2 separate regions of the Ovis aries genome follow, and region 1 is linked to region 2. Evidence: chromatin contacts called from public Hi-C data. All regions are on one chromosome and are shown on one strand. The core of a region is the stretch at or near the end of the contact, and the rest is flanking DNA. Distances in the headings are between cores, read along the strand shown.

Region 1 (2,899 bases), core at 5-2,504, 100 kb after region 2:
CAGTGTTCTCATGTGGGCTCCCCAGCCTGTTAACTAAATTAGCCAGTCTCTGAAGACTGCAGCCTACATGGCGTGAGGTCTACGATAGTGAAGAATGATGGAACCAGAAGAAAAAATTTTTAGGAAATAAGGTAAAAATGAAAACCTGCATGAGACCTGTATTAATTTATTGCTGCTTTAAACTGCCACACTTAGGGGTTTAAAATGTCACAGTTTTATCACCTTACAGCTCTACTGGTCTGAAGTCCAGTGGTCTTTCCTTCAAAATGAAGGTGTTGGCCGGGCTGCATTCTTCCGGAGTCTATAGGGAGAATCGGTTTTCTTGCCTTTCCCAGCTTCTAGAGGCCGCCCACATGCCTTGGCATGGGGTTCCTTTGTCTTCAAACTAGTGACAGCTTGTTGAGTGTCTCTTACAAATCTCTTGAGTCTTCTGTCTCTGTCTTCTATTGATACTTTTAATCCTGGATTATCTGGGTAGACCCAGTCAAATCATACTACTGATTAGCAACCTTAATTCCATCTGCTACCTTCAACTCCTGTTTTATCACAACATATTAACAGGTTCCAATGAGGACTGGGATGGGCGGGGGGGGGGGGGGGGGGGGGGATGCATAGAACCTGAACAGTTCTGTTTGTAGAGCTAAACACACAATTTTTAAGGGAAGAACTCTAATCCGGCAAATACTTTTGATGGGCCAATCTAGATGCAGAAGGGTGGCCTCAGGGAGGAATTTAGTGGGAAACAGCAGGAAACCACCTCAAGGAATAAAGTGGTTAAGAATCCTGAGGTTTGGGGAACAGCTGGATAAAGGCAATTGTAAGGAGGGAAGGCCCTTGCCATACATAGGAGGAGGGTCAGTCTGTGAGAAATCCCCAAGGGAGAAAAGGCCAACGTGCTTGAGAACAGGGTGGTTATATATTCAACTAAAACCTTGGCTGTGCTTACATACCAGACACCCCCACCCACCTCTCCCAGATTCTGAGTAAAAATCCAAAAACTGCTTTGTTCCAGTGGAGAGAGGCTGTGTGCTACACAGAATCAACAAATGAACATGGAAAATCACACCAAAAAAACACCTTGCAGAAAGCTTGAGGAGGACCCAGGACATGGGGCAAAGTGGAGAGGGGTGACTCAAGACAGTGTTCAGTTTACAAAAGGACAGAGAGGTCCAGTTAACCTCAGAGCTGGAGCCGTCGCTAGAGCAGCATGGTCTGCACCTACGAGAGCAGCCGAGACAAGGCTAAGTTCAATCTGAGGACACCTGGCATCCTGCCGTCTTGGCTGTCCAACCTTCTCTGCTTAGACCCTGCTTCAGGAACAGACTAATAAACCTTCCCAAGCCAAGTGGAACTCTTCAGCCAGTGTGCTAGAAAGTCAAATCCTATCACAGAGAGACTACACACTGGACGGCGAGAGGGGAATGGCCTGACCATCACACCCCTAACGAGAAGGACCATGATGGGGACAGGTGGGGGACAACTGCTCATCCACTCTCCAGAATCACACAGTACATGGGTGAGCACGGTCCTTCCTGACAGCCTTGCAGGCCCAAACTGATGTGAGCTCTCAGCAAGACACAGGGATCAGAGACGTGGTTGGTCCTTTCACACTGGGCCAAGTTCCTATAGGGTGAATCAAGACCACCCGTCGGAAGAGGACATGCCCTGAAGAGCTAACTCAATGCAGAACCTTACCGTGTAGGCCTCTTCTGTTATGTATCTCAAGACTGAATCCGTGGAGGGCCACCAGAATCACGGCTATCACAGGTATGTGGGACTCTAGACCTGGCCAATGGTTGCTGGCCAGGGCCCAGGCAGACTGGCCTCCACTCTGCCCGCTGGGCCAGTAATGGACCCACACTCACCTTGCCAGCATCTGAACCTATCTCCCTGACTGGCCTGAGAATTTCCCTCTACATGCCAGGCTGGCTCAAGAATGGACGGGCAACGCTGGGCACCCAATGCTGGGCAACAAGTTATGACAAAATGGCTTCTGGAAGTTTCCTTGAACCACAAGAAGCTTTCTCTTCTCCCTCTGGAATAGTCCAGTGTCTTGATTTGCTGCATGGAATTGCTACAGCCATCTTTCCAACAAGCTGAAGCCAGGGTAGGATGGTAGAGCAGAGAGGAAGCGTTTGTTTCCTTCATGGGAAGCTGAATCAACTCCCTACACAGGACTCCCCCTTCCATGTGAGACTGAATTTCCTGGCCGCCCAGGCCTGCCTGAGATAGCATGTCTGGCGGGGGAGTTCAAGCCAAGTGGTGTGAAAAAGGCCCATGCAGAACTTATATTCTGGGAAGCAAAATGTTAGGTGAATGGAGAGAAGGTAGTCACATGTCACTCGGGAGGGCGGTACCGGGAGTTTGTGAGGCTGGCTGCAGCATCAATGCTTTGGAAACACTGTTCCCAGGCTGATGAGGCAGCGCCCTGTCACCATCTCTGTGCCTCCTGACATTCGACCTCCTCTATGGAAGTCACTTAGGATTCTCTTCCTTGTGGTTGGAAAGAATCCAATAAACACGTCCCTGGGAATGAACGTGCCATTCGTGCATGTGGAGGATTAGCCAATTGCTCTCTTAAATGCCTTGCTCAGAATCCAGTTAAAGCAGAAAGATTAAATCCCAGCACAGCCCTGGGGATGGAAGGAACACAGACTGCAGAAGGCATGATGGGTTTAGAAACAGTTTCCCAGTGGCAGAGGCAGCTCAGCCACATCTGTTTGGTGGGAATGCTCTCTGCTTGTGGCTACTCCAACAAGGGGGAGGGGAACAAGCTTGCTCTTGCCTGTTTACATTAATCCCACTTCCTGTTTGAGATGTAGACATGTAATATGCCTCTGTTTCTTCAATCAAAAGACATTTTAATCCCAATGAATATTTTGGGTGAAACTCCCTAGAG
Region 2 (3,044 bases), core at 477-2,976:
CATATGTCCCTGTTACCCTCGGCTCCACAGGAACACGTGCTACTGTTGGAGGGCAGGTGGTTTGTGGTGGTGGACGAGGCTGATGGATCGTGGGAGCATCCAGCTGGGCGGGGATGCGGGACACCGCCCTGGGCGTCTGCAGTGCGCAGGCGTGGCGGTGCTTTTGCTGGGACTTCCCTGGAGGCAGTAGTGCAGAGCTGGAAGCTGGGCTCTGGCGTCTCTCTGCTTGCATTCCTTGCCTCTCCTCCAGGGTGGTGTGAACCTGAGCCTTGGTCTCTTCACTTGTGGAATGGGAACTTCCCATTGTGAAGTTCCCGCACCTTCACTTGTGGAATGTAGACCTTGCCTCTGGGAACTTCTGGGGAGAATTTTAATTGGGAGAATGTGCAGGAGGCACATGATGTCTGTCCCCTTCTAGGAACTGGCAGGGTCAGTGTCAAAGTAAGGTGCTCAGAAAATGTTAACTGTTGTCACTGATCTCTTGTATTTCAGTGTCTTTGGTTTATAAGAAAGTGAATCAAGAAAGGAAAGGAATCTAGGATCAGGTGTTATTTCTCAAAATAGTTGTCCACTAACTTAATGATGCTGAAGCTGAAGCTCCAATACTTTGGCCACCTGATGCGAAGAGTTGACTCAATTGAAAAGACCCTTGATGCTGGGAAAGATTGAGGGCAGGAGGAGAAGGGGATGACAGAGGATAAGATGGTTGGATGGCATTACCGACTCAATGGACATGAGTTTGGGTAAACTCTGGGAGTTGATGATGGACAGGGAGGCCTGGTGTGCTGTGGTTCATGGGGTCACAAAGAGCTGGACACGACTGAGTGATTGAACTAAACTGAAGTTAACAAAGGAAAACAAATGTTCACCCAGCTCTTTTGGCTGAAAATGGTTTAGTAGTTAAAGGCCCCTTAGAATATGAAGGTGAAATACAAAAATGTCTTTTTTTAAAAAAAAAAAAAAGAAGGCCGGTTTTGGAGAGATGGTAAGCTTTTTGTGGAGTAAAGGCATTGGGTTCTCTGAAGTTGGGTCCACACACCTGAGGAGGTGTGAGAAGTCACACGGCTGCCCAGCGTGGCCTGCTGTGCTGTGCACATGCAGTCCCAGTGCTCGGAGTTCTGTGCCCATCTCAGGAGGCCTCTCTCGGCATCAGATGTGGCTGCCTTGGAGAGCCTGTGACTGCAGGTAACCAAATGCTTTCTGCCAGGAGGTCAAAGGCAGGTAGCTTTGAGAACTGGGGCTCGGTCCCTGAGGCTTCTTAGGAACTTCTAAATTGAATCCATGGTTTGGAGCTGTGGTTCTCGTCTTCAGTTACATACCTGGAGAGCTTTAAGAACACTTTCAGTGGCCAAGCTGTGCCCCAGACCATTTACATTAGAACCTCTGAGGACAGATTCCACACAAGCATATTTTCAAGTGCCTCAGGGGCTTCCCTGGTGGTTTAGTGGTAAAGAATCTGCCTGCAGTGCAGAAGATTCGGGAGACTCATTCCCTGGGTTGGGGAGATCCCCTGGAGGAGGAAATGGCAACCCAATCTAGTATTCTCATCTGAAGAATTCCATGGACAGAGGAGCCTGGTGGGCTACAGTACATGAGGTTGCAAAGAGTTGGACAACTAAGTGGCTAACACTTTCAGCCTATCAGATGTGTTGGAGAGTCTCTTGTGGAGACCTTGAGGAGGTGGCTCACCTTGGGAACGGGTACTAGCCGCTGCAGTCCTGGAAGGTTCCCCTTGGCGTAAGCCCTCTTGGAGGTTGCCATTGACCCCACCACAGAGCCTGTAGATCCCAGGCTCTGCTTGTTTCTTTTTGAAGTAAAACTGACGTGCGTTAGTTCCTGTTATATAACACAGTGATTTCAAAATGATCTCCACAATAAGTCATTAGTATTTATCATGATATAAAGATAATACGTAATTATTGTCTATATTTCCCATAACTACATTTCATACGCATGAGTCATTTATCTCCCTCATTGTTTCTCTCCTTCCCCTCCTCCCTGGCAACCACCTGTTTGTTCTTTGTATCTGTTACTCTCTGTTATTTGTTGTTTGTTGGTTTGCTTTTAGATTTCACATATAAGTGAAATCATATAAGTGAAAGACAGTATTTGCCTTTCTCTGTCTGACTTACTTTGCCTGGCATAAGTGAAGGATCACTTTTCTGCCTCTTCACAGAAAGTGAAGTTCCCTGTTTTAATTAAAATCGAGAAGAATCATGGCTTAAACATTGGGTCCACTAGGTGGCAGCATACTCTCACAAGTTGAAGCTCATCCTGGCGCTGGCACCATCTCTGTCCCTAATTAAGAAATGTTAATTTAGTGTTTGCACCTGAAGGGCATGATGCTGACGCCATATGTCCTTTTCTCCCCAGGGAAGCTGGTTTACGAGCGCATCTTTTCCATGTGTGTGGATAACCGCAGTGTCTTACCAGGTAATGTCATAGCTGTTCCAACGGGTTTCATTCTGCCCTCAAGTCGGGGTTAGAAGGTTTATATCAAGTCAGGATTTATTGAGACCTGAAATTTTTTGTGTGTTAAAAGTTAAAGAAACACTGTTACAGTTTTTTGATCATCTCAGTCTTTGAAAAGCAGCCCAGCTAGGGATTTGAGCAAGTAATTTGAATCTGCAAGAATGGAAAGGTCCTATGATTAGATTCAACTGAACTTTTATACCAACTTAAATTTCTCTGCTGCTTGACATTTTAATATTTTTCCTATATATCTTTCCTAAGAAGCAAATTGCTTTATAGAGCTAATTTTATATTAAAGAACAATGTCAGATAAATCAAAAATAACAGATACTTTGCATCTACAGTATATGCCCAAGTGATATTTGCATTAAATTTATTGCGGCTCAATTTTGAACGCTCAGGAGGTTATACTGGGACAATGAGATCACAAATTCATTTTGTCACATAAATGAAAGATGACGATGAGGCTAGCATGGAACTCGCAGCAACGGCATCCATTCTGTCTCACTCCTCCTCCTGAGTTCTAGCACTGCCGGGAGGAAGCGTGCTTATCTGCTCGAGTTAGAACAACA

What was found. Hi-C and Micro-C count contacts between places; a contact is called where the count stands out from the background.
Region 1: a contact with region 2 is called in a Hi-C map of hypothalamus, with 2.2 times the contacts expected there. The contact joins two enhancer-like sites. A contact is called at or near these places in 4 of 16 Hi-C or Micro-C datasets (hypothalamus, mixed tissues, skin fibroblasts and 1 more).

The regions. Positions count from the first base shown.
Region 1 is chr24:17,771,182-17,774,080 of ARS-UI_Ramb_v3.0, forward strand. KNOP1 (lysine rich nucleolar protein 1) reads right to left here. Exons shown (of 5, transcript XM_027961691.2): 5 at 1-2,899. Among named protein-coding and RNA genes, the nearest start is that of IQCK, 15 kb to the right of the region's middle. Within about 2 kb of position 1,255, at least 14 of the 54 cell types and tissues checked have an H3K27ac peak or open chromatin away from gene starts, as enhancers often do. A contact at or near this core is called in hypothalamus, where this site is marked.
Region 2 is chr24:17,669,970-17,673,013 of ARS-UI_Ramb_v3.0, forward strand. It overlaps VPS35L (VPS35 endosomal protein sorting factor like), which reads left to right. Exons shown (of 31, transcript XM_060405752.1): 9 at 2,374-2,433. Among named protein-coding and RNA genes, the nearest start is that of VPS35L, 42 kb to the left of the region's middle. Within about 2 kb of position 1,727, at least 4 of the 54 cell types and tissues checked have an H3K27ac peak or open chromatin away from gene starts, as enhancers often do. A contact at or near this core is called in hypothalamus, where this site is marked.